Linked DNA regions of Mus musculus: regions 2, 3, 4, 5, 6 and 7 are each linked to region 1. The links are chromatin contacts, called in public Hi-C, HiCAR-type, HiChIP or PLAC-seq and promoter capture Hi-C maps. All regions are on one chromosome and are shown on one strand. The core of a region is the stretch at or near the end of the contact, and the rest is flanking DNA. Distances in the headings are between cores, read along the strand shown. Region 1 holds the start of Slc35b4 (solute carrier family 35, member B4). Region 2 holds the start of Cnot4 (CCR4-NOT transcription complex, subunit 4). Region 3 overlaps Exoc4 (exocyst complex component 4). Region 4 overlaps Exoc4 (exocyst complex component 4). Region 5 overlaps Exoc4 (exocyst complex component 4). Region 6 overlaps Exoc4 (exocyst complex component 4). Region 7 holds the start of Wdr91 (WD repeat domain 91).

The links. Promoter capture Hi-C pulls out the DNA fragments that hold promoters and counts their contacts. Hi-C and Micro-C count contacts between places; a contact is called where the count stands out from the background. HiCAR-type assays count read pairs that join an accessible place to other places. HiChIP or PLAC-seq counts read pairs in DNA pulled down with a chosen protein or histone mark.
Region 2: a contact with region 1 is called in a Hi-C map of CD8 T cells, with 8 times the contacts expected there. The contact joins the promoter of Cnot4 here to the promoter of Slc35b4 in region 1. A contact is called at or near these places in 4 of 39 promoter capture datasets (liver, neutrophils and pre-B cells), 6 of 484 Hi-C or Micro-C datasets (CD4 T cells, CD8 T cells, liver and 3 more), 2 of 115 datasets of contacts at active chromatin or transcription factors (memory CD8 T cells and thymic regulatory T cells) and 1 of 9 other capture datasets (liver).
Region 3: a Hi-C map of CD8 T cells shows a contact between it and region 1, with 4 times the contacts expected there. The contact joins the enhancer-like site here to the promoter of Slc35b4 in region 1. A contact is called at or near these places in 19 of 39 promoter capture datasets (the 3T3-L1 cell line, 3T3-L1-derived adipocytes, the C10 cell line and 13 more), 10 of 484 Hi-C or Micro-C datasets (B cells, CD4 T cells, CD8 T cells and 6 more), 10 of 115 datasets of contacts at active chromatin or transcription factors (the NIH/3T3 cell line, the SCID.adh cell line, bone marrow-derived macrophages and 6 more) and 4 of 9 other capture datasets (adipose tissue, embryonic stem cells, liver and 1 more).
Region 4: a contact with region 1 is called in a HiCAR-type map of astrocytes, with 2.7 times the contacts expected there. The contact joins the enhancer-like site here to the promoter of Slc35b4 in region 1. A contact is called at or near these places in 10 of 39 promoter capture datasets (the 3T3-L1 cell line, 3T3-L1-derived adipocytes, the C10 cell line and 5 more), 4 of 115 datasets of contacts at active chromatin or transcription factors (astrocytes, bone marrow-derived macrophages, extraembryonic endoderm stem cells and 1 more) and 2 of 9 other capture datasets (adipose tissue and embryonic stem cells).
Region 5: a contact with region 1 is called in a promoter capture Hi-C map of the C10 cell line, with 3 times the contacts expected there. The contact joins the enhancer-like site here to the promoter of Slc35b4 in region 1. A contact is called at or near these places in 9 of 39 promoter capture datasets (the 3T3-L1 cell line, 3T3-L1-derived adipocytes, the C10 cell line and 5 more), 2 of 115 datasets of contacts at active chromatin or transcription factors (astrocytes and bone marrow-derived macrophages) and 1 of 9 other capture datasets (liver).
Region 6: a FOXA1 HiChIP or PLAC-seq map of pancreatic cancer cells shows a contact between it and region 1. The contact joins the enhancer-like site here to the promoter of Slc35b4 in region 1. A contact is called at or near these places in 12 of 39 promoter capture datasets (the 3T3-L1 cell line, 3T3-L1-derived adipocytes, the C10 cell line and 9 more), 4 of 115 datasets of contacts at active chromatin or transcription factors (the NIH/3T3 cell line, extraembryonic endoderm stem cells, forebrain and 1 more) and 1 of 9 other capture datasets (embryonic stem cells).
Region 7: a contact with region 1 is called in a Hi-C map of erythroblasts, with 5 times the contacts expected there. The contact joins the promoter of Wdr91 here to the promoter of Slc35b4 in region 1. A contact is called at or near these places in 2 of 484 Hi-C or Micro-C datasets (B cells and erythroblasts) and 1 of 115 datasets of contacts at active chromatin or transcription factors (embryonic stem cells).

Annotation. Positions count from the first base shown.
Region 1 is chr6:34,175,496-34,178,550 of GRCm38.p6, forward strand. It overlaps Slc35b4 (solute carrier family 35, member B4), which reads right to left and starts at 1,559. Exons shown (of 10, transcript NM_021435.3): 1 at 1,283-1,559. The coding sequence starts at 1,359. Gm13855 (a long non-coding RNA gene) reads left to right here and starts at 1,553. Exons shown (of 3, transcript XR_868963.3): 1 at 1,553-1,727; 2 at 2,710-2,869.
Region 2 is chr6:35,132,278-35,135,332 of GRCm38.p6, forward strand. Cnot4 (CCR4-NOT transcription complex, subunit 4) reads right to left here and starts at 1,460. Exons shown (of 12, transcript NM_001164413.1): 1 at 1,225-1,460. Gm33046 (a long non-coding RNA gene) reads left to right here and starts at 1,254. Exons shown (of 5, transcript XR_868974.2): 1 at 1,254-1,425; 2 at 1,971-2,293.
Region 3 is chr6:33,259,789-33,262,843 of GRCm38.p6, forward strand. All of the region lies in intron 1 of Exoc4 (exocyst complex component 4), which reads left to right. Among named protein-coding and RNA genes, the nearest start is that of Exoc4, 12 kb to the left of the region's middle. Within about 2 kb of position 1,488, at least 12 of the 459 cell types and tissues checked have an H3K27ac peak or open chromatin away from gene starts, as enhancers often do. A contact at or near this core is called in CD8 T cells and second pharyngeal arch cranial neural crest, where this site is marked.
Region 4 is chr6:33,291,694-33,294,748 of GRCm38.p6, forward strand. The region is part of intron 3 of Exoc4 (exocyst complex component 4); the gene reads left to right. Among named protein-coding and RNA genes, the nearest start is that of Exoc4, 44 kb to the left of the region's middle. Within about 2 kb of position 1,593, at least 14 of the 459 cell types and tissues checked have an H3K27ac peak or open chromatin away from gene starts, as enhancers often do. A contact at or near this core is called in astrocytes, where this site is marked.
Region 5 is chr6:33,321,434-33,324,488 of GRCm38.p6, forward strand. The region is part of intron 5 of Exoc4 (exocyst complex component 4); the gene reads left to right. Among named protein-coding and RNA genes, the nearest start is that of Exoc4, 74 kb to the left of the region's middle. Within about 2 kb of position 1,593, at least 12 of the 459 cell types and tissues checked have an H3K27ac peak or open chromatin away from gene starts, as enhancers often do.
Region 6 is chr6:33,398,120-33,401,174 of GRCm38.p6, forward strand. The region is part of intron 7 of Exoc4 (exocyst complex component 4); the gene reads left to right. Among named protein-coding and RNA genes, the nearest start is that of Gm38785, 43 kb to the right of the region's middle. Within about 2 kb of position 1,607, at least 14 of the 459 cell types and tissues checked have an H3K27ac peak or open chromatin away from gene starts, as enhancers often do. A contact at or near this core is called in pancreatic cancer cells, where this site is marked.
Region 7 is chr6:34,909,337-34,912,391 of GRCm38.p6, forward strand. It overlaps Wdr91 (WD repeat domain 91), which reads right to left and starts at 1,495. Exons shown (of 15, transcript NM_001013366.1): 1 at 1,361-1,495; 2 at 25-204. The coding sequence starts at 1,483.

The DNA of each region.
Region 1 (3,055 bases), core at 309-2,808:
CTGACTTTGTTTCTATAGCTAGCCTGAATATATATCACTTTCTTATTTAAAAATATATTAAATAGATTGAATTCCAAAGTTTTCTGCCTTTGAAGTGTATCCAGAAACTTCTTTTTCATTTTCATCTTCCTGTCCACTCCCAAGACAATCGATCTTCATCAACACTCTGCATAATAAAACGGTAAGCTCTCTAAAAGCAAACTATAACACATACAGACTTGATCATAAATAAACTGCTTACTTCTGAAGGATTCAAACCAACAGTATCAAACAGGATAAATTTCCAACAGACATCACACCATGTTCAAAACTCAAGTTCAAAAATGGAAGGCATCTGGAAATGTTACTGGGCTAGGAGCTTAGACAGATACAGTCCAGCCCATTTTTGCTCTGCCACTTCCAAATAGTGAAAAGATGCCCAACTTTGCATCTGTTTCACTTTCAACAAAACAATGTAACTCTTGGTCACAGGGTTGCCCTAAGCAGTATATAGATAGAAACCTGTAGCTAGTGACTCTGAACTGAGTATTGAACTGTCTGAAAAAGGAGACCGAAGCTCCAAACCTTAAATAACTAACTGGAGCTGTTTAGTCCTAATCGTTTTCCAGTTCATCTCCTGTCTCTTTTCTAACTTCTGCCTACTGAACTTTGCACATAGTTACCCAACGTTATTTGCAAGACACCACACCACAAAGCCAATCCTGTTCCCAATCTACACTTCAAAGAGCACGCTTCTCAACGAAAGACTGTGATGTGCGAAATGCCCAGGGACCATGGTGACAGCTCAGTTGTTATCTGCACCACATCACTCACATATGAGTCTAAGCCAAGTGCTCACAACCATCTATCTCTACGACCAACAAAAACAAATGTTTCGCAAAACATGTCAACACACACACACACACACACACACACACACACACACACACAAAACTTTCTGTGAGAAAAGTTTTGCTCCAGACAGACACGTGTCATTCATTCACTGGTCAGCGAAAGGTGCTAGAGTTGGATGAGTAGTAGTTGGAGAGGGTGCTCCTAGAGACCTAGGATCGGTCACGTGAGAAAGTCTCCAGGCTTCAAACTCCCCAAAGTGTGGCTTGGAGATGCCGACAGCAGCACTCTGGATGTTCCTGTCACCTGGATGCTAACGAATGGAGGAGTGCCAGGGCTGCAGAGTAGCTGACTGCGTGGGTATCCCGTGCAGCGCACTAGGGAGGCGGCCAGGGCTAGCAACCCCGGACCAGCTTCGAGAACCCGGGCGCGGCCCGAGAGGGTCACTCACCGGGCCAGCAGCTCTAGGAAGATCACATTACTGCAGCAGCCTGCGAACACCAGGCCCACCGCGAAGGCCGGGCGCATGGCCGGTGCGGGGCACGGGGAGCCAGCGCGCAGAAAAAGCGCCCTTTCAGTTCGCTACCCTAGAAAATCCGCGCGCAACATCACCACCGCCAGCGGTTCCCTCCCTGAGGGCCGTCTTGATCAACTCTTCCTCCGCAGCTGCCACCGACGCGGCCAGACCAGGAGCTGTAGTTCTCAGTCATACCCGGTCCCATTCATTTGAGGGGGCGTCCTAGGGCTAACCAAACTACATGTCCCAGCAGACCGCGCGCCTTTACGGCAGGCGTGAAAAAAACAGGCAAGTTTCCCCCGAAGGCTCGCGTGAGTCGGTGTCGCACTGCCTTCTGGGAAATGAAGTCCCAATGCTGTTCGTGTTCAGTACCATAAAGGTTGGAATGGGATTCAACGAAATAGCTTGTGTGCTCCCTGTAACTGACTTCTCATTAGAGTATTCTAGCATCTGTAACAACTCACCTGCAACTGAGAGAATGTAGAAATTCCTGTAACATCTAAACCGAATTCTAGGACAACAGCGAACCTAAAAGTTTTGAGATTGAGCCTTGGCTTAAACTGCCTGTTTAGAGCATTGGCTTAGTACTCCACTCTCATCACAGGGGAAGATAGGCCTGTCTTACTAATAGTTGTTGTAGAATAGACTAATACAGTAAATGTATTGCTTTATGTCGTGATTTTTGTAGAGACACTGAACACATGTCTTGTGCTGGCATTTTGCCAGCTTAAGGTGCTCATTAAATATTGAATTTAACTGATAAAAGGCATTCTTTTTGCCATAGTTCTTGTTTCTAGTCTCCTTTGAAAGACAGACATTCCCAATTTCAGAATGCACTAGAGCTTATTGAAAATTCAAAGTTCAGGACCACAAATAAAAATTGTGCTCAGTAACCATCATTTAGAGCATGCAGGCGCCAGGATTCTGATGAGATCTCTGGGTCACAAGTTGGGGAAGCCACTGGCAAGTTAGTTGTGAATCTTGAGGAAAACTTCGGAGTGTTTATGTTTATCCCCTAAATTGCCTCCCATCATGTGGTGTCACTGCTGATGCAATCACACGTATGAAGGGGCACAGTTCTGAGCAGTAGCACTAGTCTTACATAATAGGAAGAAATAGGGCTGTTAATTCATCGCATCTATGAAAAACTGGTCTTGCTAGGTGTACAAACACAGAACACAAAGGCACTGGCCTATGTACATAGTTGATGGTCACCATGCAGTCTTTCTTGCTATTGCTGTTGAATCGGAGTGAACACCAAGAGGCTCAGTAACTGATGCCACAAGACTTCAGCTGAAGGGTAAAAGGCACGTGCTTCCTTTCAACACTTAAATGCTGACGTGAGCATTGTATGTGCGCAGCATATGTCTTTCAGGTGCGCTCAGAGGCCAGACAAAGGCATCCGATCTAGAGCTGGAGTTTCAGAGGTTGTAAGCCATTCCCTGAGTGCTCCAAGTTGAACCTGGGTTCTCTGCCAGAGCAGCCAGTGCTCTCAACCACAAAAGCATCTCTCCCATCCAGGTATGGCCAGTTTTGACTGGAGTGCTTGAACGTTGGCATTCTCAGAGTTTCCCCGGGTGATTTCTGTAGCTGAAGCTGAGAGCTGTTGAGGAAGGGGAAGTACTTAGAGGGACGGAGTCAGTGACATCAGTAGGTCATCTTTAAAGTGTCACCTCAGCCTGATTAAACTGAAATCCATAGGGAATG
Region 2 (3,055 bases), core at 210-2,709, 960 kb after region 1:
CCATCACAAATAAATGTTATCAATTAACATAAACATCAATATAACGGAGCCAATAATTGATACAAAAGGAATCTGTAACCCACATACAATCAAAATACCATCTGTATTTATTTGCATGTGGTGTTCGGGGATGAAGTGTGTGTGTGCGCGCTAGATTCACCTGGTTTTGAAATTCTAAGCTGATCTTTATGGGTATAATCAGAGACAACATCAAGTGTCCTGAGGAATGGCAATTCAGGAGAATGCTGAGTAGCACGGAGAAGGTCGAAAATGAAAAGAGGGGTAAAAAAGGATAGCAAATGAGCAACAAAAAGATCAAAAAAGCAAAACATTCCTTTCCCGAGTAGCCCGAAGAAAGCTCTTTTCTCTTAACGTTAATAGTCTCCCACTCACTTCATTCACTTCCTAACTTCCTTTACTTTTCAAGGAACAACACGGGGCATCATCTCCCCTATCCTGGAGTGTGTGCTCAAAGAGTCTGCATTGGAAAGAGGGAAGGAACCGACAATTCTCAAGTAGGTTAAGAAACAGGTGGGTTATACGGAGCAACGGAGCAGCAACATGATTTAGATACTCACGAGGTGGCTTTAAGATGACAGATGCGGTTAAAGGAGACTTGCACATCGGAATCAACTCGGGTCTGGCAGACAGACTGGGGGCTGACTGCAAGCACCAGAGGGGAGCAGAGGCTAGATCCAGAGCAGCCTTTCTGGAAGGGATGGGGCAAAAAGGGGCAAAAAAGCCCACCAAGCAGGACGGGTGGGCAGTGAGCAGCAGCACCCGTCAGAGTGGAAATGATGGCTCTGGCTTGGGAGACCGGGGCCAGTAGGAAAGGACGTCAGAGGGGAAAGGAGGCTGGGGAAACAGGAGGACCAAGACCTAAGGATACTGTTGCCAGAAAAATGCGGGGAAAACTGGTGATGAGAAGCCCTCTTGGGTTCTCAATTGAAGAAATTCTCCAAGGAGAGCCGGCGCTCGCTGCCGCGCTGCCTCCAACCCGGCTGCCTTTTCCTGGTGATAACTGCTGTGGCGTAGAGGGGAGAGGGAGGAAGAAGAGGAGGAGGAGGCAGCCAGAGGAGGAGGAGGAGGGTGAAGACGAGGCGGGCGGGGGTGGGGGGGTGGGGAGAAAGGGGGGTGCGGCCTGCACAGTCCCAGCGAAGCCTCCGCTCTCTCGTAGCCGGTCAGCGCCGGGTTTCCCCTAAGCCCAGCCCCGCAGACACTCACCCGCCTGCCTTGCCTCGCTTTTCTCTTAGCCGACTCCACGCGTTGCCGAGTCCTCACAGGAGACCAATGAACGAGAGTCGGCGAAAAAACTCTTCAGAACCGGGCCTGACTGCTTCAGTGAGTCCGACCTTTACGGCTGAGAGAGAGACTCTCAGCTTTCGGTGGGTTCCACGGCTAGACGGGCCACCATCTTACATTAGGGTAAGACTCCTCCGGCCTCCGCTGCGCAGGCGCATGCCGATCCGGCTGGGCGGGGCGGGGGAGGGGCGGGACAAGCGGCAGGCGGGCGAGTGGGAGGTTGCGGCGGACTGGTCCACTGCACCCTGGGAGTTGTAGTCCTCCGATAGTAACCGCCCCGGGGCAGGCCGGGAATTGAAGTCATCACTAGAGAAGGCGCTCGGGAACTCGTTCCTCACGTGGCTACTGGAGCGCCGGCTTTCTTCTTGTTTTGCTTCCTCTTCTGCCCGCGTGTGTGGCTACTGTGTCATGTGGTCGGCGGTTTTCACTAATGTTAGCTGAAATGTAGGAAACCAAAATTCTACGAAACTTAACTGATTCGGAGGAAGCTAGGACGTGTCTTTTTCTGCCCCGCCCGCCATAGATAGGTATCTGACGGGGGCGGTATGGTGGTAGAATCAGGTTGAGCATTGCAAGAGCGCGGGATTTGATCTAGAGTGGGGAGTTGATACTTTTGGAAAAGTGAGCGTTAATTCGTTTCCCGGTCTTTGCACGTCCTTTACCACCAGTACAGCTGAGCTCATCCTCCTTACTGGAAAATCGCCAGTGAAGAAATACCTGAATTGCCATGTGCACATTTCTCAAGAGAACGCGGGCAGTCAGAGTAGCATGAGTTGCTGATGATGTGAAAGCATGTGGACTTACCTGCAAACTGTTGCTGGCTGCACAGAACTCTTCCAGCCTGCACAGAAGTGTGCGTCAGGTTCGCAAACTGCACAAGTAAACACGTCTCAAAGGACATAATACAACCGCAGCCGGTTCGAGCACCGAGAAATTCTAAATAACAAAATCAATTTACTGAACTTCCCGGGTTGCCTCCCAGAACTCTGGTGTAAGTGGCGCTCCTGGAGCGGTCGATTCTGTTTATTGCCTATATTCTTCATCTATTCATATAAGTGCTGAGCTCCTTGGTACCCAGTTCAGTGCCATATGCTGGGAGCATACAACAGAGACCAAAAACACAAATCTGTCCCCATTCTAGGGTGTGTGCATGTAGTGGGGTTTGGAGAAGTGAAAGGAACCAAGTTTTCAAATCCAGGATTAAAATACGTAGGATGGGACTGTGGATGTCACACAGTGGTAGGGCGCTAGTCTGGCACACTTGAGGCCTGAAAGCAAAAGGTTTAAGGGGAGGATTTAAAACAGAAAAGGGAAATGTAAGGAAAGAAATTGAAGTTTTAAAGTCTCAGTCTCGCTGGACGTGGTGACACAAGCCAGGACTCTGAAAGCAGAGGCAGGTGTATCTCTTTGAGTTCAAGGCCAGCTTGGTCTACAAACCATGTCTAGAGGCAGAAAAAAAAAAAAAAAAACCACAAAAAAGGCAACCAGACCAGTTTCTTTGGTGTAAGAGAGAGGAAATGTTGGGGGGCAGGGGGAGGGGCATAAAAATGACTCAACTTATTTTACACAGGAATGAAATTGCTAAAAATTATATATGTGTGTGTGTATGTGTATACATATATATACACATACATATATATGGGTGTGTATGTGTGTGTGTGTATATATATATATATATATATATATATATATATATATATATATATATCACATTTGGGCATAGTGGTATGAGACCTTGTCTCAAAGTAAAAAA
Region 3 (3,055 bases), core at 238-2,737, 920 kb before region 1:
TTTTGAAAGAGATGAGATATAATTAAAATGAAGCTGGGCGTGGTTTCGCACGCCTTTAATCTCAGCACTTGGGAGGCAGAGGCAGGTGGATTTTTGAGTTCGAGGCCAGCCTGGTCTACAGAGTGAGTTCCAGGACAGCCAGGGCTACACAGAGAAACCCTGTCTTGAAAAACCAAAGAAAAAACAAAAACAAAAACAAAAAACAAACAAACAACACCACCACCAACAAAAACCTACAATGAAACTATTATAAATGTGGTTACTGGCTGATAAGTTATCACCACCCTGAGGTAGTGGCTTCAGTGACCACCCAGAGCGAGGCTGACAGAGCTGTGTCTGGTCTGATTCCTGATCTCGTCTCCTGTCACTTCCACACTGGCAGTTGGTACCCACTATGATCGCATGTCGGTTCCTCCCCATGGCAGTTAGAATTTGTTCTCCTTCATGGCCTGGCACCTTCCCTCCCTAGAACAGCTTTCCCACAGAGGATGTTCTATTCACGAAGTACCTTTTTGTGCCCTTGCTGGTGCCAGTGTGGGGGGCATTTTTTTTTTTTGAGACAGGGTTTCTCTGTGGGGGGCATTTTTATCTCTGCTGTACTACAGCTTCTGCCCGACGCACTTGCTTACCCACCCACTCTATGGCTTGCATCTCCAAGCTGACATGTTAGCTTCCTGAGGGAGGGCTGGTTAGTTACTGCTGTATGTCTAGCCATTTAGTCTGCCTGGTAGGTGACCTGCTTAGTAAACCCTGTTGAAAGGATCAGTGAATTGATGGGGCCACCATACCTGTAACTGTTGCTTTCCTTCCCAGGGATTTATCAGCATGTATGGCTTCCAGCGAGGCCATTCCACGGCAGTTGTCTCAGTCAGGGAGCTGTCCTGCCTGACCTTTTACACTCTGCATCTTGCTGTTGCTCATTATGTAGCTTTTACTAAACATTTAATGTGCCAGGCACTGTGAGAATACAGAGAAAAGATCTGCTCCGAGTTCATAACAGACTCCCAGGAACTGGGATGGGGAGGTTTGAGGGGCTTCGGGCTGACAGTGTCAGGAGTCACAGCTGATTTCTTTTGCTTCTGTAATGTGAGTAAGCACCCCACCTTTCTCTCCACGCTTCTTCAGTCCTTAAAACATCCTGGAGAGGCAGGAGTTCTGTTCTCTTGCCTGTTTTATGAGGAAAAACATCCAAGGAGAGGTTGAGGAACTCACCAGGGTTTCAGAATTCTATTTGTCACTGTTTGCTAAGAATTTCTTTTCCTAAGCCAGAGCATCACTGTGTAGCCCAGGCTGACCCCAAAATCATGATCTTCTTGTTTTATCCTCTAAGTGTCTGGGATTATAGGGTGATGCTTCCTTGCCCCACTGCAAAGCCCTATTTGAGTCTGTGGTTTTACTTTTAAGAACAACTGTTTGATTTTGACTTGTTTTGTTTTTGAGACAGTTTCATATAGCCTAGGTTGACCACAGATTCACTTTGTAGCAAAGGCTGGCTTCAACTCTTGATCTTCCTGCCTCTACCTTCTTAAGTGATGAGATTACCATACCTAGCCCAGTTTACAAACTTTATGTTCCTCTTTTTTCTTCTTTTTTTTTGACAAGTCTCTCTCTGTAGTCTAGTCTGCTGTTGAACTCCCACACAAAGAGCCACACGCCTTTGCCTTTAATTCCTCTGTTGGGATTAAAGTTTTGTGTCACTGTACTTAGCTAAATATGTTCAAATTTTGCACAGGTAAATGGAATGGGGAAAGAAAAAGTGGCTTTTTAAAAATGCAGTGTTGTGTACTGAACCCAGGACCCTTGCACATGCTAGGCAAGTGCTGTCTACTGCTCCTTCTGCAAACCTCAGATGCCTCGGTGTGATGTGTGCTGAGGGCCCCAAAAGGTGGGACATGTTTGCTGTATTCCTGGCGGTGGTCTGGGTTTGGCTGATTTCTTTTTCTCTGTCTCTGGCTGGAAGTCCTTGCTCTGGTAAGTGACGGGTTGTCCTGGTGAGTAACCTGATCTTCATAGGTGCACTTTCCCTTCTGTGTGTGTTCCCTTTGATCTTTTAAAACATGGCATTGACTTTCATGTGCTTGCTTCTGTCTGGACTCCATTACTCTATTAAATCCAAAGAGAGCAAAATTGCTCCAAGAAGGAATGGCTGATGGTGAGTGTGTGTTTTCCTGTCACAACATTTAACTGGCTAACTGAAAGACTGAATGAAGCTGGTGTTCTAAAAGGGAAAAAAGAAAGACGTGAAAAGAAACTGACCAATTCCACTTTTAGTCTCCAGATCTTTATGCCATGTTTTAATTTTTGTCTGGGAGTCACTGGGAGCTGGTGGCTTGTGAGTCTGCTGGAACCATCTCCCATCCTTGTTCCTGCTAGAAGCATTTGGTGGACCCTTTAGCCTGTTAGGTGAACACATTCCTTCCTGGGGATTAATTAGTCATGGTTAGAGATATAATTCATCATGTAAAATACCAGAGGTGTCGTCGTGAAAAATTGCTAGTGATCCAGAAATGTCTCTGCATCCAGCTTCGTTGCAGTCTAGTTTAGCGTTTCCTGTTCCAGTGTTCACTCAGCAGCACTTTGTAAATTGTAATCACAGTTTACATGAAATAGGGCAGAGCAAAAGCTAAAGAGTGGCTGTGTAATTTGAATGCATCTTGGAGTGTCAACTTTATATCATGTTCCTTGCTTCTGTCTTTTTGTTGTTCTTCTTAACCATTTTGTCAGGTCCAACAGTGTTTCTTAAAAAGGAAAACAAGAATAAGAACAACAACAACAACAACAACAACAACAACAACAACAACAAAAAACAGAGAGAAAAAACTGTAGTAGGGCCCATGTGCATCTTTTCTTCTTTAGCTAATCCCTGCTTTCTTACAGGCGAGCTGTCATACACTTAGAGTGAAGTTCTCGGCTCAGGAGGTGAGGCAGGGACTACAGCAGCTCACATGTATGGTAGACGGAGGGCAGGCTGCATGCGTGTGTGCTATGTGCACCTTATTCCCTTCTCTGAGCTCTGCGATGTGTCTCAGAAAAAGGGTCAGATTCTGTCCAGCTC
Region 4 (3,055 bases), core at 343-2,842, 880 kb before region 1:
CAGGTCCATCCATTTGGCTAGGAATTTCATAAATTCATTCTTTTTAATAGCTGAGTAGTACTCCATTGTGTAGATGTACCACATTTTCTGTATCCATTCCTCTGTTGAGGGGCATCTGGGGTCTTTCCAGCTTCTGGCTATTATAAATAAGGCTGCTATGAACATAGTGGAGCATGTGTCCTTCTTACCAGTTGGGGCATCTTCTGGATAAATGCCCAGGAGAGGTATTGCTGGATCCTCCGGTAGTACTATGTCCAATTTTCTGAGGAACCGCCAGACTGATTTCCAGAGTGGTTGTACAAGCCTGCAATCCCACCAACAATGGAGGAGTGTTCCTCTTTCTCCACATCCACGCCAGCATCTGCTGTCACCTGAATTTTTGATCTTAGCCATTCTGACTGGTGTGAGGTGGAATCTCAGGGTTGTTTTGATTCACTTGATCTTCGACAAGGGAGCTAAAACCATCCAGTGGAAGAAAGACAGCATTTTCAACAATTGGTGCTGGCACAACTGGTTGTTATCATGTAGAAGAATGCAAATCGATCCATACTTATCTCCTTGTACTAAGGTCAAATCTAAGTGGATCAAAGAACTTCACATAAAACCAGAGACACTGAAACTTATAGAGGAGAAAGTGGGGAAAAGCCTTGAAGATATGGGCACAGGGGAAAAATTCCTGAACAGAACAGCAATGGCATGTGCTGTAAGATCGAGAATTGACAATGGGACCTAATGAAACTCCAAAGTTTCTGCAAGGCAAAAGACACCGTCAACAAGACAAAAAGACCATCAACAGATTGGGAAAGGATCTTTACCTATCCTAAATCAGATAGGGGGCTAATATCCAACATATATAAAGAACTCAAGAAGGTGGACTTCAGAAAATCGAACAACCCCATTAAAAAATGGGGCTCAGAACTGAACAAAGAATTCTCACCTGACGAATACCGAATGGCAGAGAAGCACCTGAAAAAATGTTCAACATCCTTAATCATCAGGGAAACTATTACTTTCTTAATAACATTTCTTTAATGAAGTAGTTGCTCAGAGTTCAATTCCCAGCAACTATATGGTAGCTCACAACCATCTGTAATGGGATCCGACTCCCTGTTCTGGCATACAGACATAAGTACATGTGTACATGAAGACAAAGCACTCATATACATAAATAAACAAGTCTTAGAAAAATAAAAATAAAAAAGCAACTTACATCCTTCCAACATACCATAGCACATAATACACATTGCTATTCTGAAAAGGAGGAACGGGAGCATGTAGGGAGTCCTAGACCAAAGCAACACTGAAATCCCGCAGGACAAACTCCAGATTCTTAGAGGCTTTTTCCCGTCTCCCACTCCTTCCAGCTTTGTTGGTTACAACAAGTTTTTCTCCTGGGCTGGTTTCACTTCCTGTTGTGTTTCTCCGTGGTAGCCACCTCATAGCTTTGGCACATCCAACATCTTGGGTCTCCTATGCAGTCTAGACTTCACTTTCACAGCTTCAAGTAATAGTTTCTTCAGGCAGGAATTCCTTGTCACAGGTCTGGCCTTAGTGGCTTTCCTTGACTGGAGTAGAAGATTACACAACCTATATCCTCTTGACTCTAAATCCAGAATCACCTGACCAAATCCGCCAAATTCTGCTTGCTGGGGCTGGAGTTCTGGCCTCCTCCTTGAATAACATTTGCAGTAAACTTTCCTTGTTGCTTAGACCTAGGAGATCAATAGCTTTCAGGATTAAGCAGGTCTGGGCTTGCCCTGAGATCATTCTGGGCTTCATTTAGTATCAGGCTTTTTAAAAACCACTCTTCTGTTTCAGCTGCTCCCTTTTTCCTCAGACTGTGCATTTTATGTTTCACTTTACCCCGCTTGCTACTTTTCATTGTGTATTTGCATTAAGAGAGATCACTAATAGCCATGCGCCACAGTCAGTATATGCTACCTTGAAATTTCTTCTGCCAAAGCAATCAATCTAAGACTCTTCAATTTAGTCTCCAGCAGATTTTAAGGACAGGGCAAAAAGCAGCCACGTTCTTTGTCAAAATATCACAGACTGGCCTCTAATATTCCTCTCCTCTGAAGCCTCTTGAGCTGGGCCTCCATAGTCTACAGTGCTCTCAGTACTACTGCCTTCCATGTTTCTGCTAGGGCGTTCATTAAGCCCTGCTTACAGCATTCTTTTTTTTTTCTAATCCAAAGTCCCCAAATCTTCCATATTCTAAACAGCAGCTTGGTCAGGCCTGTCACAACAGTACCCTAACTTACCAGGATGCATGGCCACTGGCAAGTTGCAGGTAGGGAGAGAATGAAAAAGAGCCTGGCATGGACCTTTGAAACCTTAAAGTGCACTTCCAGTGACACCGTCCTCCAAGAGGGCCACACTCACCAACCCTTCTTAAGCAGTTCCACAAGCTGGACCTTGACACTGAAGCCTGTGAGCCTGTGTGGCTATTCTTATTCAAGTCACCACAGGCACTGTTCTCAATTCTTCTTTAGGTTGAGATTTGTAAAGTTTGAAGTTCTAGGACTACCCTTGTGTGTGTATGTTCATGTGTATACAAATTATATTTGGTTTCAAGGGAACATAGTCAGAAAACTTGTTTAAATGACTACAGTGGGGTCCTGAAGAACACTTGCTCAAGTGCTGTATTGAATAAGTAGGTACTGTTAAAAATAATTTCTGTGAATACTGTTTGCCAGGCATAGTGTTGTTTTTACCTGAAGTTTATTTATTTATTTATTTGATTGAAGGGCTTTGGAAGCTGTCATTGTTATGTGAGTTTGTGTTTGGGGTATGAATTAAATCTCTTCATGCGAATTCCTACAAGCAAATCAAGTGTGGCTGTGCAGTGGGTGGCTTTTAAGCTTAACTATTTTGGTTGGATTTAATTACCTTGAGGGATAAGGCTACACGATGGGCCAGTGGTTTACCAAATTATGTTTTATTTTCTGGACCTAGATGTCACTGAAGGTTAATGCGTCCTCTTTTCTTCACTAGAGACTTGAGTTAAAAAAATCCATTTTAGGGCGTGAGTATAAATGAATTTGTTGTTGCT
Region 5 (3,055 bases), core at 343-2,842, 850 kb before region 1:
GTTAATTTCAGAATTCCTTTGAAATTCAATTCATGACAGTGAAAATAAATTTATTATAATTTAAAAAATTTTTTCAATTTTTTATTAGGTATTTTCTTTATTTACATTTCAAATGCTATCCCTAAAGTCCCCTATACCCTCCCCCAACCCTGCTCCCCTACTCACCCACTCCCACTTCTTGGCCCTGGTGTTCCCCTGTATTGGGGCATATAAAGTTTGCAAGACCAAGGGGCCTCTCTTCCCAATGATGGCCATCATCTACTACATATGCAGCTAGAGACACGAGCTCTGAGGGTACTGGTTAGTTCATATTGTTGTTCCACCTATAGGGTTGCAGACCCCTTCAGCTCCTTGGGTACTTTCTCTATCTTCTCCATTGGAGGCCCTGTGTTCCATCCAATAGCTGACTGTGAGCATCCACTTCTGTGTTTGCCAGGCACTGGCATAGCCTCATGAGAGACAGCTATATCAGGGTCCTTTCAGCAAAATCTTGCTGGCGTATGCAAAATTAATTTATTAACTTTAATGTAAGGGGTTTTATTATAGGTTATATGGCTTAGAGTATGTATTACTTTAAAAATTATTTATTTATTTATTTATTTGGAAAGTGTTTTCCATAGAATATATTTGGATCATGTTCATCCCACTCCCAACTAATACCATTTCCTCGAACTTCCCTATCTGCTCAGTTTTATGTTCATTCTTTTTTCCCCTCTGTCTCCAAACAAAGCCAGAAGCCAAATGCAACCCACAAAAATGAAGGTGAAAATCAAAACAATCATAAAACCTGTAAGACAACCACCAATAACAAGAAAAATGCCCCCAACAAAGCAAAACAAGGAGTCAAAAAGATAAAAAAGAAAAAAAGAAAGACGAAGAAGGAAAGGAAGGAAGGAAGGAAAAAAAGGAAGAAAGAACGATAGATCATGGAGTTTATTTTGTGGGGCTCATCCTGGAGTGTGGTTGATGTACCCAGTGACACTCCATTGGAAAACCTTTTCCTTTTGCTAGAGTATATTGCAACTAGCATTTTGGTTAGGAGTGGTACCCTGTGTGCACTTGCCCTCTTGTTGCTGGGATCCTGTCTGGCTTGCACTTGTGCAGTTCTTGTGCATTCTGCCAGACTCTGTGAGTTCCTGTACGCATCAGTTCTGTTCTTTCTGGAGTACACTGTTTACTTGGAGTCATCCATCCCCCCAAGCTTAGAGGGGTTGATGAAGACATTCATTTAGGATTGAGTGCTTCCAAGTCTCTCATTCTCTGCACACTCTTAGTTGTTAATTTTCATTGACTTCGTGAAGTTTCTCTGATATTGGTTGAACTGTTAAGTAGGTAAAGCAGATTATAATTAGGAGCCTCTTGTATTGCATGCTCTATGGCTTAGGGTATGTATGAATTACTTTTCTATTGGTGTGATCAACACTAAAGACAAAGGGAACTTGGAGAGGGAAGGGCTTTGACTTAAGCTCTAGAGGTAGGTACAAGAGTCTCTCGCCATCACAGTGAGGAAGTGTGGCAGCAGGTGGTCATGGTGAAGGGAGCATGGAGAACTTATGTCCTGAGCCCCAAACAGGAAATAGAGACAGCAAACTCGAAATGGCAGGTCTCCAGTGACACACTTCCTCTAGCAAGGTCACACATACAACTACTTAGCAGTGCCACCACCTGGCCAAGTGTGGACTTCTGCCCCATGTGGACTGTCCTCATTCAAACTCTCACATTTGTTTGCAAGCATCGGAAGCTACTTTTTATTTCACTCCAGTTCCTTTGCATCAGTGTTTTCTCTCATATACTTTGGTTTATTTTATAATCATGTGAACTATACACAAAACATCCCAACTGTATAAAAGTACTTGGGTGGGTGTCTCTTCTCAAGACATCACTATCATTTATGCCTCTCTTGTTAATCCAATTTAATTTCTCCTTTATCTTTTTTTTTTAAACAAACAATTAGACAAACATATCTTTTCTCATGACCCTTCTTTCTTCTACAAAAGGTAGGATATTCTCTATAGTTTGGTATTTCCACTTCAGCATATCTGTTGGAAATTCCTCTGGCAGGAGTGCAAAGGAAACTTGAGTATCTGTTGTCACACTCTTGACAGCGCTTTGATCCGGAAAACTTAAAAGGGAAACCAACTCAGGAGTCCAACCTGTGTGTAGGGCGTTTCTGTTGTAAGCTTTACATCTCTTCTATTCTGCTTAAAATCCTGTGAATGCTCTACCATCACAGTGTGTAAGTTCAGTGTGTTCTGTGTGTACAGTGCCGTGTGGCTTTCATCTTTCAGAACTGAGTGTCTGTACCTGAGTGTATGCATCAGCTGCTCTTTCCCCCTCTCCTTCATTTCTGGCAGCTAGCATTGAGTTTCTGGGAATTTGACTATTCTGTGCACTGCGTATCATTGGAATCACAGAGCTTGTACTTTGTGACCAGCAAGTCTTGCTCAGCATAATCTGTTAAGGTCAAGCCAAATTGTAACGTGTGTCAGAACGTCCTTCCTCCTCAAGGCCAAACACTTGCATTGCTGAGATGCTAATGTGTTTGTCCACTCACATGTTGACGGACACTTGGGTTGCTTCTAGGTCATGGCATGGCAACAGTGTGGTGCTGTAAACATTTTCTTTATCGTCCTATTAGGTCTTTGGAATGTGTATCCAGAAGTGGAGATGCTGGATCATAGGATGAGTCTGTGTTTCCGTCTTTTGAGAAGAGCCTCATGTTTTCACTGCAGTTACACGTGTTTGTTCTGATCACCAGTGCATATGGGCTCTGTTTCTTCACACTTGTCATTTTCTGTTTCCCTTTCTGATAGAAGACATCTTAATTGGTCTGAGGTTATATCTGATTGTAGTTTTTAATTTGCATTTCCCTAATGATTAGTGATGTTGAGCATCTTTTTATGTGCTTGCTGCCTATTTGTTTGTCATCTTTGAAAAATGTTTACTCATGTCCTTTGCCTACTGTGTAATTGGGTTATTTGTTCTCTTATTATCAAATTGTGTTTCTTATTTTAGATATTAGCTCTTCTTTAGAGATATGAATTTCCAGTACTTT
Region 6 (3,055 bases), core at 357-2,856, 780 kb before region 1:
TTCATCTTTTCTCAAACATGGAAGGATTTCCTTAAAGTTGAGCTGTCTAACCATAGATAGACCTTCATACCTTGTCTCCTGAGATCTTTTTGCCAGTCCTCTTCACTGATTGCCATGTGGAACTTAGTATTCAGGATGCTGGCAGTCAAATATTTCTTTAATGTATTTTCAAAGGGCAAGTGTAACTTCTGTTCCATTGTTCTTCCTCTTATATAAGTTCCCAGGTAGAGAAATTATGCTCCTTTCATATAGAAGTTCCTAGATAGAGAAATTATTCTAGCTATAATCATAATAATTCTGGTTAAGAGGAGTAGAAAAGTCAGTTGGTAGATTTTTCAGGCGAGAATCTATTTTCTTATTATAGAAAAAAGATGGGAGACATAACTACCTAGTGTTTTCATTATTTGCTTTCAGTCTGTGATGCTTTCAAGAGTCTGAGAAATAGGGTATTTAACTTCTCAACTTATGACTGATAGGATCATCGTAAAAGTGCTCCAGTCTAATGGAAGCTTAAAATGCAGTCCTTAGAAGTGTTGGATTGCACTTGACAGTGATTTGTATGACTATGGATTATTAAACCTCAGCCTAGAGAATGTCCTGATTTTAAAATTCCCTGTTTTATTCACTTGGTCTGCTGTGAGGAGCAGTCATGCTTTCTGTTGTCTTATGTGGTAGATTAAGTTCTAGTTAAGGCCAACAAAGCTGAGCTCCAAGGGAGCCTTCCTTCTGTGGACTTTCAGACAGAGTTGTCCCCGATTCCTTGCTTCCTTCGCTCTTGACCTTGTTCTCTATGGACAACTAAGTGCTGTTGTTTCAGCAGGCATAAGCATGAGTCTCCAGTTGACATGTGTCCCTCTGAATGTGTCCCTCAGAGATCAGTGACTGCTATATGCACCATTTTATTATATTTAGTAAGTGAGCCCTCATCATTTCTTAAAAAAACCTTGTGGTTTAGGCAGCTTTGATGAGTTATGCACAAACTTGGTGGTCAAAAATTTACAGGATTTATAAATCAGGAAACTTTGATTTTCGTAATTGGGGCTTGAAAACTTGTTTAACATAATTATCAAGTTATTTAGTTTTTCTGTATCAGTATTTGTCTGTGTACTAGTCAGTGTTCTATTGCTGTGAAGAGACATCCTGACCATGACAACTGTTATAAAAGAAAGTATTTAATTGTGGGCTTGCTCACAGTTTTAGAGGGTTAGTCTGTTATCATCATAGTGGGAGCATGGGGACATGGGAGCATTAAGGCAGGCACGGTGGTGCAGGTTGAGAGCTACAGTTTGAATCATACATCTCTCTCTCTCTCTCTCTCTCTCTCTCTCTCTCTCTCTCTCTCACACACACACACACACACACACACACAGACACACAGACACACACACACACACAGAGAAACAGAGCGAGATGGAGACAGAGAGGGAGAGGGAGAGGCAGGCAGGCCTGTCATAGGCTTTTGATACCTCAGAGCCCATTCTCATTGATATATTTTCTCTAACAAGGCCACACTTATTCCAGAAAGGCCACACCTCCTAATCTTTTAATTGTTTCAGACAGTTCCACTCCCTGGTGACTAAGCATTCAGATATATCAGCCTGTGGAGCCATTCTTGCTCAAACCACCACAGTATGTTTTATGACTATGCCACTTGGTGTTTGTTCCACAAATACCCACTGTAACTTGAATATATTTCCTTGTTTTCTACAGTGTTTTTGGACTCAATGCTATTTTGATAAGATTACTTGCAGTGATTATTATATAGTCCTTCGTTTTTGTTTATCCTTTCACCTTTCCTGCTTTCACGTTACTGTATGAACATTTTGAGATAGCTAAAACTTAAATACTTTGTGTAATGAATCTCAGTTTAACTGAAGGTGTATTGATGCCCCAGAAAAGCTGAAGGATCAGGGTGAGTACTAACCAAGGGAGAGATGACTGCAGGATAAATATCAAGGTTATTAATAGTTGGGTTGGAAAGACTGATAAAGGAGAAGCGGGTAGGATAATGACTTAATAAGTACAATAGTATTGAAACAATGGAGTCTTAGGCTATTAGGGAAAGAATTGACAGAAACATGGCTTTTTATGTTGTGTGATAATCAATTTTAATGATGTTTTCCTTGGACCTAAAATAATGAACCAAGTATAAAACTTCTTTGCAATAATGGTTTGAACATTATTTAAAATATTTCTTTAGGAAATTATCAGCCTTCCATTTGTTTATGAAATTTCCTTCCTTCCTTTTGTTAGTTAATTTATTTTATTGAGTATTAGAACCAACATTTTTGTATAATTTTAAATAATTTGAAATTTTAAAAAGTTAAGATACAATTTACCTTTAGTAAAATATCATTTTAGAAGATAGTATTAGTTTCTTTTAATATTTTAATATTCTCTCAATTATCAACACTTTCTAAAACTGGAATGTGTTTGTCATTCAGAAAGGAAGTTGGTCATCAACTGTCAATCACCATCACCAGTGTCTCCTTTTCCTTTTTCTCAACCTTTGGTAACCACCAACTTCCCTTTGACTCCATATATCTATTTTTTTCTCTATACTCTCTATAAATGAGATTGTTCATTACATTGCCTTTGTGTATTGGTCTATTATACAGTGTAAAGTTTTTAAGGGTCATTTGTGTAATAGCCTACCTATCTCAGTTCCAGTATTCTTACTGTTTCTTATATTTTTAATTTTATTAATTCTTTGAAGATTCCATGTAATGCATTTTGATTGTCATCATCCCCTCCACTCACCTCTCCACATTCCTTAACCATCCAAATTGGTTTAATACCTTTTTGACTTTTTAAACAGTTGGTTATAGTTGGTTCTGCACATATACTCTTGTGTATGTGGACTTCACTGGAATGTAATCACCCATTTGGTCATGTACCATTTAAGAAAAACACCTCACTTTTTATTAGCTATTAACTGCCAACATTTTTTTGTCGGTGGTGAGACTTTATGCTTACCTCCCTTCTTCATGCTGGATTTGTCTGGCCTGAGCCAGCTCAGGTCTTGTTTGTGCTAGCTCAATTGCTGAGAATTCAT
Region 7 (3,055 bases), core at 245-2,744, 730 kb after region 1:
GAAACAGTCAAAAGCAAGAAGTACCTGGATTGTGTAGACAAGATAAAAGCGGAACAGGCTGGTTTTCAGTTTGTTGATGGTAGGTCGATAGATATCCTCCAAGCGGCTGAAGAGCCTGCGTTCCAGGTAGCTCCAATAATCCCGAAGGGCAGCCAAGTCGTAAACCTGCATCAACTGTTGCAGCTGGTCCACAATCTTGTCCACCTGAGGGGAGACAGACAGAAGGAAATTCTCACCTCACTATACATCGTATAGTTTCATCTTCTTCCTATGGCTCCCAGATGTAAAAACATATAGTCCAGTTGGCAATCTATAAAATCCCCAAGATATGTTAGCATACTAGCTTTCAAGTTATTTTCTCATGCTAGATACAGGACTTGGTGCTCTGGCAAGCTCGGAAATTCCAGAAAGCAAGAGCTTTGGCTCCAGGTGTTGAGTCTCCTTGACCAACTTGGCAATGTCACTTCAACAGCAGTCTTGATTGCCTCACACTGTAAAAATAAGTAAGAGCCAATGAGCCAGAGACAATTGCCAGGGTCCTCGTCCCAGCTCCACAGTTTCTGAATTCCAAGAGACACAGTGATTACTGGCTCCCTGCGGGTCATCAGAGTCCCACCTGAGCCTCAGTGGCTGCTGCCTTCAGTCAAAGACAATCACACCATGACAGTGTTTTGAATACCACTGCTGTCTGGAGTAGGGAAATGCTTTGCTTTGCCACCAAGCAACCAATAAACTCGAAAGGTAGAAACCAATATCCTAACTTCCTTCTGATGCGCCAACAACTAGCTCACCACCTCCCTCAATCCATCTGCCCAAGACCAATTTAACTCTGTACGTGCAAACATACAAATCATAAGCAAAGAAATCCCAAGCGCCTCTCAGTGGAAACTAGTATCAGAGAACTTTGTGCTTCAAAGCAGAAGGGAATCTTCCAATGATTCCCTGATGCCATTCTTACAATCTACCTCCCAGACCTGAACCCAGTCTTCTGGGCGCAGCCCCCTTTGCTCCCGCTTCTTCCATCAAAATTCAGACTTGCGCTCAACCATGGCTCTTAAAGTGTTGTAACCACGCCGGCCAGCCATTGGCTAGCACCTGCTGAGAGGCTGGCATGGAGTGAAGCCCTGTACCGGGAACCAGGGACCTGAGTCCCGATGCTCCTGACTCACTCACTGAGCAACTTCGGGCATGTCACGACCATCTCCGGCCCTCAGTTCCTCCTATGTCAAGCGAGGGCCAGACCGGAGACGCCTTCAGTCCCCTACCATGCAGTGACAGCGCCGCCCTCGCCCCGGAGGGCAGGGTTGGAGCAGGAGGCCCGCCCCCCGAGCCGCCTCCGCCGCCCCTGCCGACCCCTCACCCGGAACCCCTTCTCTTTGTCCGCCTTGATCTCCGCATCCAGCTGCCGCAGTGTGTGCGTGAAGCCACGGAAGAGCAGGTACTCCCGGACCAGCTCGTCTGTGCGCTCCACCGCCTCCGCCATCGCTGCGCGCGCGCGCTGCAAAAGACCCGAGCCGCTCAGGGCGGAGGGGCGGGGCTTGGAGCGACGGGGCGGAGCCTATCTCGGGCGCCTCGTACGTCACGCCACGCCCAACCTACCAACCTTGCGCTCCGCCCCGCCCCGCAGGCGCCCCGCCCATCTCCCCCTGTAGCCCCGCCCCTCCCTACTCTCAGCCAGCTCCCGGGCGTCTCGGCTTGCTGAAGTTTTCTGGTGATACAGAGTGTGTCCTGAGTTGCTAACACTGATGCCTCGATCCAAGTAAAGTAAAGCTGGACCTTGCGAACCTTCCACATATTCACAGGGCGGGGAGGGAGTGATGTTCCCAGCTTATTGGCATGACACTGCAGAATCTTTTGTCCTCTATCCTCCTCTTACAAAAGGAGAAAACTCGAGCCCCAACAGGTAAAGTGGCCAGTGTGAAGTCAACTCATAAAAGTCCAGCTTGGACCTCTTTTCTTTTCTTTTCTTTTCTTTTCTTTTCTTTTCTTTTCTTTTCTTTTCCTTTCCTTTCCTTTCCTTTCCTTTCCTTTCCTTTCTTTTCTTTTCTTTTCTTTTCTTTTCTTTTCTTTTCTTTTCTTTTCCTTCTTTTTTGGCCAGGGCCTCACACACGCTAGGCAAGCACCCTACCGCTGAGCTGCTTTTGGGTTTTGTCACAGTCTCACTAAATTGACCACACAGATCTTGAACTTGCAATAAAAAAAAAATCCCCACCACCAGTCCTGTCTAGCCCTGAGTTCCTGAGTAAGAAGGGTAAACTATACCAACCAAGATGTACCACTTAGAGAAATTTTAAAAAAGGCAAGTTTCAGAAGGGTGTGACCTATGGTCCCAGTTTCTTGTTAGTTTTTTCAATTAATTGTGGTTTTGTGAACAGTTTTTAAACTCAGGAAAATTGTAAAACAACCTATATTTTATTCTCTGAAGGACTTCCAGTTCCTTTTGCCTTCTTTCTTTTTCTTGTTTAGAAAATTATTTGAAGTTTTTACAAGGCATACATACACATTTTGCCTTATTTCTTCATCTTTGAGAGAGCACTGATAATGTCCACCAGGCACAGTCATAATGACGATTTGATAAGATAGTGCATGAAGACCAGGCGTGGTGGTGTATACTCTGGAGACAGAGCTAGGCAGGTCTCTGTGAGTTCAAGGCCAGCCATTCTTAATTAAAAAAAAAAAAAAAAAGCCGGGCATGGTGGTGCACGCCTTTAATCCCAACACTCGGGAGGCAGAGGCAGGCGGATTTCTGAGTTCGAGGCCAGCCTGGTCTACAAAGTGAGTTCCAGGACAGCCAGGACTACACAGAGAAACCCTGTCTCAAAAACACCAAAAAAAAAAAAAAAAAGGCATCAAAAAGATCAAATTATTTATGTGTATACACACACACATACATACACACACACACACACACATACACACATGGGTGTGGGTATCTATGCCCTTGTGGGGGCCCAAAGAGAGTACTGGGTGTCTTTCTCCACTTTTTCCTTTAGAAACAGGGTCTCTCCCTGGAACTGGGGCTCTCATTTTCACGGCTAGGCTGGAGGCCAGCAAG